Linked DNA regions of Mus musculus: region 2 is linked to region 1. Evidence: chromatin contacts called from public Hi-C data. All regions are on one chromosome and are shown on one strand. Each heading gives the region's core, a stretch centred on a gene start, on an enhancer-like site or on the middle of the called end of the contact. The rest is flanking DNA. Distances are from core to core; before and after follow the strand shown. Region 1 has its middle 17 kb from the start of A530064D06Rik. Region 2 has its middle 3.8 kb from the start of Trem2.

Evidence for each region. Hi-C and Micro-C count contacts between places; a contact is called where the count stands out from the background.
Region 2: a Hi-C map of bone marrow-derived macrophages shows a contact between it and region 1, with 2.7 times the contacts expected there. The contact joins two enhancer-like sites. A contact is called at or near these places in 1 of 39 promoter capture datasets (macrophages), 1 of 484 Hi-C or Micro-C datasets (bone marrow-derived macrophages), 1 of 115 datasets of contacts at active chromatin or transcription factors (the HPC-7 cell line) and 1 of 9 other capture datasets (macrophages).

The regions. Positions count from the first base shown.
Region 1 is chr17:48,182,530-48,186,977 of GRCm38.p6, forward strand. No RefSeq gene overlaps it. Among named protein-coding and RNA genes, the nearest start is that of A530064D06Rik, 17 kb to the left of the region's middle. Within about 2 kb of position 2,887, at least 41 of the 459 cell types and tissues checked have an H3K27ac peak or open chromatin away from gene starts, as enhancers often do. A contact at or near this core is called in bone marrow-derived macrophages, where this site is marked.
Region 2 is chr17:48,340,281-48,344,840 of GRCm38.p6, forward strand. No RefSeq gene overlaps it. Among named protein-coding and RNA genes, the nearest start is that of Trem2, 3.8 kb to the right of the region's middle. Within about 2 kb of position 1,776, at least 12 of the 459 cell types and tissues checked have an H3K27ac peak or open chromatin away from gene starts, as enhancers often do. A contact at or near this core is called in bone marrow-derived macrophages, where this site is marked.

The DNA of each region.
Region 1 (4,448 bases), core at 1,637-4,136:
GATCTAACCATCCAGGGACGGGCACCTTGTATCTGTACCTTAGCAGCCATTGAACTCCTTATTCGAGAGTCAAAAAACCTAAACTTTGGGTTGCCTATAACTGTCTTCTCTTCTCATAACTTATCACAGTTCCTAGCTTATAAAGGCTTACAAACTCTACCTCCCTCCAGGGTTCTTTCTCTTCAGATAATTCAAATAGAAGACCCCTGACACCCACCAAACTCTGTCCTTTCTTCACCACCTCTTTCATCCTAACAGCCAAGCATTGTCTTCTTTTGTCAAGACCCACCTACAGTCTACTCCTGAGGACCTAAGCTTCTATCACTGCTTCTTGCTAAATTCATCAGATGTCTGTCTCCAATTCAAGGTATTATAGCACCCCTTTTCCTATCCATCAGACTAGAGGTTCCCTTCCTGGAACTGACTGGCAACTTGACTTTACACACACGCCCACTGTCCGATATGCCAAGTACCTTCTGGTCTTGGCGGACACTTTCTTGGGGTGGGTGGAAGCATTTTCCACAACTAACAAAAGGGCTCAGACAGTCTCTCAACTCCTCTTTTGAGAGATTATCTCCAAGGTTGGTGTCTCAGTTTCCCTCCAGGCATACCTGAATAAATAGTCCCAAATTTACTTCCCAAGTTTCTCAAATTCTATCTAAGGCCCTAGACATCCCATGGCATTTTCACATTCTCTACCACCCTCAATCTTCAGGTAATGTAGAAAGAACTAACTGTTCTTTAAAAATCACTCTTGCTAAGCAGTCACAAGAACTTCACCTTGATTAGGTAAAACTCCTACCTCTGGCTCTTTTCAGGTTATGGGCTCTCCCCAAGCGACTTCTCCTCATTTTACCCTTTGAACTCATATATGGACATCCAGTCCTAACTCCTTATCTTTCATCTAAATGCTTTCCCTTCCCAGGCCACCTACTCACCCTATTACTTTGCCACATCTGTTCTCTCCTATGGAACTTTGCTGACCACCATCTACTGCTACTCTCCTGTCCACTGCCTGTCAACATTGGAGACCAAGTCCTTCTATCCCCTCCAGATCATCAGCCATCACCCTTTTTCCCAAATGGCAGAGACCTTTTAAGGACTGCTCTGTTAACTTCAGGAGAACATCGAGAACACCCATCTTGTCCCCAATCCCAGAAAATGAGACTCCACTCCGGCAGCCAAGCTCAACCTCACTGGATTAGACATGGGTTTCTCGTCTTCCCCTTGTTGTTTGCTTCCATCCAGGGCAGCCCTTACATCTGGAGATTTGAGGTTCAAGAACTCCCCTCCCCCAGATAACAGTCTTTCCAAATAGGGCCAGGAAACTGCTCCATAGCCAGATGCCAGGAACCGATCCAAATGGATATCATCTCTGTATCTGTTATCCCATCTAAATATTATCTCTATACTTGCTTTCTCTTTGACTAGAAAAATTGTTGTGGAAAATGGCCAGATAAATATGGGGGCTGCCCATATTTGTCTTGTCAGATACATATGCTAGGATCATGGACCAATCATTTCTTCTACCAACACCACAAGACATTCTTTTTCTACATACAAGACCCATGGGATTCCAAGGGGAAGACAGGAGTTGCTGGTAAGCTCTACCGTAAAAGTCAGCCCAGGTCCCCAGTAAGCACTATTCATATCCAGAGAAAGTATGTCTCAACTGCCCAACCCCTAGATATCGAAAAAGTAGGGGAGATAATCAAACACTCCTCCGAGGTCCTTACCTCTGTGACGTCACCCCTTATATATGGCACTACCTTGTCATTTTGCCTTTTGCTTCAGACCTTAACCTCAGCATACCAACTCCTTAATGTCACCAGACCTGGACACTTTAAAGATTGCTGGTTATGTGTACCCTCTGGAACTACCTCACAATTGTTACTTACAGCATTTCTGGTGATACTGCCAAGTAACCTCACCTCATCCTTTGTCAGCTGCCCTGACTCCAATGTTGCCATGACTCCATTCCTTACCTCCATCCTTCTCTTTGGCGTGGCAAACTGTTTTAAGACCTCCAGGACTCATTCTGTAGGAACGCTGAGCTCCCTGGAGGTCTTAAAATGCAATAGAACTACAACCCTTGATATTTCATCTCTGCCACAATGCCCTGCAGTCCAGAACACGTCAATTCTTTGTGGTACTCAGGCATATCATCACCTACCTGCCAGCTGGTCAGGAGTTTGCACGCTGATACTCCTTTTCCCTGAAGTGGGAGTAATCCAGGGTAATGAGTCCCTGCCAATCCCAGTTTGAGGTATGATAGCTGCTCAACATAAGAGGGCAGTTCAGGTCGTGCCTCTCTTGGTCACTATGGGAATAGCCATAGGTGCTGGTACTGGAGTTGCAGAGATAACAACTTCCATGATCCAATGTGATACATTCACTTTCCAGTTTAAAAGTGATCTTCAAGAAATGACTGAAACTGTGCTTACTATCCAGAAACAGATAGATTCTTTGACAGCCATGGTGCTTCAGAACTGAAAGGGGCTAGATGTCCTGACAGCTAAAGAAGGTGGTCTTTGCCTGTTCCTCCAAGAAGAATGCTGTTTCTATGTCAACCAATCTGGGATAGTAAGAAATAAAATCCAGGAGCTACAGTCAGACATAAAGAATTTCAGGGAATGTGAGACCTCCAGTTCTGGGATTTTTGAAAACCCTAAATGGACATGGATACTCCCTTTTCTAATGTCTTTTCTAGTCATCCTCCTCGTGTTATTATTTGCTCTCTGCCTCATTATTCTTGTTTCTACATTCCTTCAATGACAAATACATAAAATTTCTAAGCAAACTATGAATCAGTTCCTGTTACAGGATTACCAGCGGCTGCCCACAGAAGAACCTCTGTCCACAGAGGAACCTGATGCAAATATTTACCAAGTGAATCCCGATGGTGAAAGTCAACTACACCCCCAAATTGATGACGCTCCTAGACAGCAGGAAGCAGCTTAAGAGACACAACGCCTTTGTTCCCTTTTCACCATCAGCTTCCCCCTCCCTTGTTTTCTCTTCTCCTTATAATAACAAGAAGGGAGGTATATTGGTATCAGGACCTCTGAAACCCGTGACATCATATAAGAGGGACCCCAAGACCTGTTGCCAAGGCAATAGCCACCATATTCCCAGAATCCACTTGGCTCACCTCTCACCTTTACCTGTGATTATGTCATCACCTATATATAAAGAAAGACTCCCTTGATCTCTCTCTCTCTCTCTCTCTCTCTCTCTCTGTCTGTCTCTTCTCACCCCTTCTCTTTCCACTGCTACCTTGCCCCTCTCTCTACACTCCAGCTGTCCCTTTGATACTTCACTCCTTGTTCTATCCTGGTCTCAAGCTTCATTGGGTTGCCAAATACAAACAGACTGGACTTTTTGAATATAACTCTTATCTAATAATTTTCATAATTAATTCACAATTGTTCCTACTGTATGTTGTTTATTATTATAAGAGAAAGAGCCTTTTTATTGAGACAAGAAGGGGAATTGTTGAGGTCTGGTCTGCAGCTATGTATTGTAATGCTAAATTTGGTACCCAAGGATCTAGTTGCCTCTAAGTGAATTCTCATTTTTACCAGCTTTTGTTGTTCAAACCTTATTCCTTAATTTAAAACTATTCCCATTGGCTGCTGGATGCTCTGAGCCTCTCAGAAGAGAGTTATGCTAGGCTCCTGTAGGCAGGCAACAGATTCAGGGACAGTCCCTCCTCCAGTTGTTGGTGGACCCATGTGAAGACCAATCTGAGCATCTGCTACATATGGGTAGAGGCCCTAGGTCCAGCTTGTGCTCACTCATTGGTTGGTGGTTCAGTCTCTGGGAGCCCCCAAAGGTCCATGTTAGTTGATTCTGTTAGTCTTCTTGTGGAGTATCTGTCTTTTTTGGGTTCCTCAATTATTCCTCCACCTCTTCCATAAGACTTCCCGAGCTCCATCTAATATTAGTTGTGGGTCTCTGCCTCTCTTTCCATCAGTTCCTGGGTGGAGCCTCTCAGAGGACAGTTATGCTAGGCTATGTAAGCCTAACAGAGTATTATTAATAGTGTCAGAGATTGGTCTCAATTTGGGGCAGCCATGGATTGGCCATTCCCTCAGTCTCTGCTCTATCTTTGTCCCTGCACATCTTGTAGGCAGGATACATTTTGGGCTGAAGGTTTTGTGGTTTGGTTGCTGTCCTTATTCCTCCCTAAAAATGACTACAGCCAATTACTGGAGGAATAGGAGGTGAAAAGAATTTGAGTTGCCTGGTTAGGGGCTGCAGAGGAAGGAAGATGGACAGACAGCAGAGAGAGAAAGCTGCCATGAGTGGAGATGCACCATGAGCACATGGTCAAGAGAAACAGCAAGTGTTTGGGGGTACATCACTAGGGAGGTAGCGAGGCCGGCAGTTAAAAAAGTAGATTAGGGGTTTACCCCCCAGTAATTGTTGAAGTCAAATAAAATTAC
Region 2 (4,560 bases), core at 526-3,025, 160 kb after region 1:
ACACAGGCCTGGCATTAAAATACTCATTTTCACTAAAAATAGCAACAGCGTTGCCTGAAATGGACTGAGCCAAGTCTAAATAAGAAGTGAAGAAGCCAGGCCTGAGACATCTTGTCATGCCATGTGGCTAGGAAGATGGTGGGCTTAAATCAACTGGAAGGACTCAGTAACTAGCCAGGGGTCAAAGACTGAGTGATTCCCATGGCAACAAAAACAACAACTACAGTGCCTGGAGAGGTGGTGCCTTTGATCCCAGCACTTGAGAGACAGGCAGGCAGATCTGTTTGAGTTTGCTGTCAGCAAATTTATGCATCTTAAAGTTAAGCTGTTTCAAATGTAAATGTATCAAATGTATCAATCTATTTAATGTATCAAGTCTATTTAAGTACATCGAATCTTAAATGCATCAAATCTATTTACCTCGTTTCTTTATACCTAAAACATTACTGGTAACCAGAGTTGCCAATAAAACAGTACACTTGTGTAAAAACCAAACACAACCAATCAACAACAAAACAGTTTATAAATGAGAGAATGAAGCACTCCTGCTTTTTATTTTGAGATGGCTGCTCTGTGCCTCATCCTCCCCAGTGGTGAGATCACGGGTGTGCAGTGGTGGGGTCAGAGGTGTGCAGTGCACCATGTGTCCCCAATGGTGGGATCACAGGTGTGCAGCACAGACTGCTCTTCACCTTTTTTTTGTCACTTAAAAATTACTTATTATTAAAATTACTTAACTATTAATACACACATTGATGTGTATGTGTGTGATGTGTGGGCATACATGTGATGTCAGAGGGCAACTCTGTGTCTCCTTGCTCCCTTGGGTGGGCCCCAAGGAATGAACTTGGGTCATCTGGTTTGAACAGCAGCTGCCTTAACCACTGAGCCATCTCACCCACCCCTCATCTCCTGCTTTTCTGAGCAAGTGTGTCTCACAGAAGTGTTGGGTGACCTGTGAAGAAGGGACATTCACCTCTCTTGTGGATTTGGTCTAACACTTTCATTACGTTATTTGGGTTCCCAAAATTGCACAAGAATCTGAATGTAAGATGCTGAGAGCCCCTGCCCCCAGTTGGTTCTGATTTGAAAATAAAGTTACCAGCGGCCAATGGCTGGGCAGGGAAACAGAGGCAGGACTTTAGGAATCAGAGGCAAGGGGACCAAGGAGAAAGGAGAATCACCATGCTGGGAAAGGAATAAGATCCAGGCTTGAGAGCTGCAGAAGAGAGAGCACACCAATCATGTAAGAGCCTAGGGAAAATGGCCCCAGGACTCCCTCCACCCACTCCCCCGTTTGGTCTAGGGTAACAAAGATGGACTATAGATTTTAGGAAGTAATAACTTAGGAGTATTGGAGGGGAGGCATTAGCAACGTGGAAGTCTGGGAGTAGCTCAGTCATTGAACTGTTTAAGGCATATTAAATAGAAGGCTGTGTGTGTGTGTGTGTGTGTGTGTGTGTGTGTGTGTGTGTCTTTCATTCAGGAATCCAGAGCACTGGGGCCGGTAGCGAGGAACTCATTTGAGTAGCTTTAGTCAACTACAGCAACACACCTTCACAGCCCCTAATGAATTAAGCAAAAACTGCTACTGTCACACACACACACACACACAAAAAAAAAACCAACAAAAAAAAAAAACCTGCCCCTTGGCTGAGGCCCCTGGGACCCTAGCACCATTTATGACTATTTACAAAGCTTCTCCTCACAGCTAAGTCAACTTAAGGAAATGTAGAGGCCAGAGGAGAAAAGGAAGCAACACTGGGGTGAATCAGCAGGCTACACACTGTAGACAACCCTGCAAGATAAAAACTATCTGGTTTCCTTAGCAAATAAAATACAAGGGAAGATTAAAGAAAAAAAAAGAACTAGTGGGAACTAGAGATTAAAAATAGGGACAGAGGAGCTGTCCTTGCCAACCGTGTGGGCCAACTAGTTTGTATCCGTTTTCTTAAACCTATAAAATGCATAATACATTGTGGGGGGCTGGGAGATGGCTCTGTCAGAAAGTACTTCCTTTGCAAGCGAGAGGACCTGAGTTCACTCTCCAGAGCCCACATAAAGAGCCAGGTGAGGCCCACCATGTGTTTTCTTTGGTTGGTGGCTTAATCCCAGGGAGTTCTGGGGGTTAGTTCATATTGTTGATTCTAGCTGCATATGTAGCAAAGAATGGCCTAGTCTAGTCTGTCATCAATGGGAGGAGAAGCCCTTGATCCTGTGAAGGTTCTATGCCCCAATATAGGGGAATGCCAGGGCCATGAAGCAGCAGTGGGTGGGTTGGGGAGCGGGGGGAAGAGGGAGGGAATATGAGCTTTTGGAGGGGAAACCAGGGAAGGAGATAACATTTGAAATGTAAATAAAGAAAATAGCTAATAAAAATAAATAAATACAGACAGACAGACATAAAGAAAAAAAAAAAAGAGCTGGTGAGATGGCTCAGCGGTTAAGAGCACCGACTGCTCTTCCAAAGGTCCTGTGTTCAAATCCCAGCAACCATATGGTGGCTTACAACCATCCGTAACAAAAATCTGATGCCCTCTTCTGGAGTGTCTGAAGACAGCTACAGTGTACACACATATAATAAATAAATAAACAAACAAACAAATAAATAAATCTTTTTTAGAAAAGAAAAGAAAAGAAAAGAAAAGAAAAGAAAAGAAAAGAAAAGAAAAGAAAAGAAAAGAAAAGAGAAAAAAAGAGCCAGGTGAAAACATTGCATGTTTTTCTCATTGTTTCATAGGAAGATACTTGGGGAGGGATACACCTAACACAAAATGTGCAACATGTGGTGGATAGGTCTTGATGGAAAAACTCATAACTGTATTTTATATAGCTAATATGCTAAAAAGTATTTCGTCCTCATAGTCTTAGGTCATTAAATATGTTGTGTTATGATATATCATTAAATATGTTGTGTAATGCTCAAAATTAACCAATAAGCCCCACCTGCCCAAGGACCCAGTAACTTCTTGGAATGCTGGGAATTGTAGTTCTTTGGAAAATAACAACACCCCTTGGGAAAGTACAGTGGCCTGTAGGTTTGGTCTTATCAACCCCTGCAACACTTTTCTTGGGGGATTTATCTGGGAAATTCCAGGAAATGGTCCTGACCAAAGTCCGTCTCTTGGTCAGTATTTAATATCTACTATAACTTTTTTTCAAATCTGGCTGAAAATGGTGGAATTGGTTTTCTCTGGTGAATCTCAGGATCATGAGTTTTTATCCACTATATATAAAATTATGTAACATAAATCATTACGGTTAGATGCAGTCATTGGAGTAAAAAGGACACAGGTGTAGTGGTGTGTATATATAATCCTAGATCTGGGCAGGTAGAGATAGGTGAATCCCTGGGGTTCACTGACCAGACAGTATAGCCCAGTTGGTGAATTTCATGCCCAGTGAGAGACCCTGCCTCAAAAGATAAGGTAGATGGTATTTGTGTCCAGGAGTTGTCTCACAAACAGACCTATTTCAGTTTAGATAGGGATAGTTCATTGAGCATATGCCCCAGGACGGATTGATTAGTGCCAAGATTCGGGCTCAGGAACTCAACTGTGACATTGAGTTAAGATCTTATAGGGTTTTTAAGCCTAAAATCAACAAACATCTATGCCAAGTTATGCCACCAATCTGGATTTAGGACTAGGGGATTTCCTTTGGAACATGTCCTTGCTGTACACTTATCTTGCTCCCATTGGTTGGGGTATTCAACTGTGGCAGGGGACTTGTCTAATATTCATGCCTTAACTTGCCAGCCAGGGTGTTAGTTACCCATGGTCGTTTCTCTTTCTGCCAAGTAGGATGTCAGTTTCCAGGGAGGTCTTGGGAACTTAAACTTTACTCGACCCCTAGTCAAAATGGAAGTCTTATTTCGAATAGTTTCTTATACTGGTGCAGGTGTCTCTCTTATGTTGGGGTCCATCCCAGGGGCAGCTTGTGAATGCAAATATCATAAAAGCTTATACACAGGTGCAGGAAGTGCTGCTGGGTGGGTGGTTCAGGTCCAAGCTTATTATGGGTAATAACTACATAACGCAGTTCTACTGACTACTATCGTGACTGATTTCCTAGGGCACAAAACGTAACAGAATATGTAATCAACTTAGACATGAAAAAGTTTCCTAGTAACAGCAGAAACAACACAGGAGAAAGTTTCCTTATAATACTAGTAACAGCATAAAATGTTAACATTCCATCTAGGCCTTAACATTTTACCTAGACCTTAATAGATGGTGTCTGAGGAAGACACCTCTGACTTCGTCAAACTCACACAAGCACGCACGCGCGCGCACGCACACACACACACACACACACACCAAGAATGGTTCCTGTCCAGTGATTTAGGACCACTCTGTGCATTAGACTGTTTGTCCTGTTGTAGAGCTGTCTTCTGTTCCCTAAGAGTTCCCACCCCAGGTGTACTCCCTGACCATAAAAGAGGAATAAATAGACACAATCATGACAACAGAGACCAGAAAGAGCCAGGTAATGCACCTCCAGTCTCCTGGCTTCTTAGCTCGTGACCTCTGGCACAGCTCTGTTTCCAGGCTGGGGATG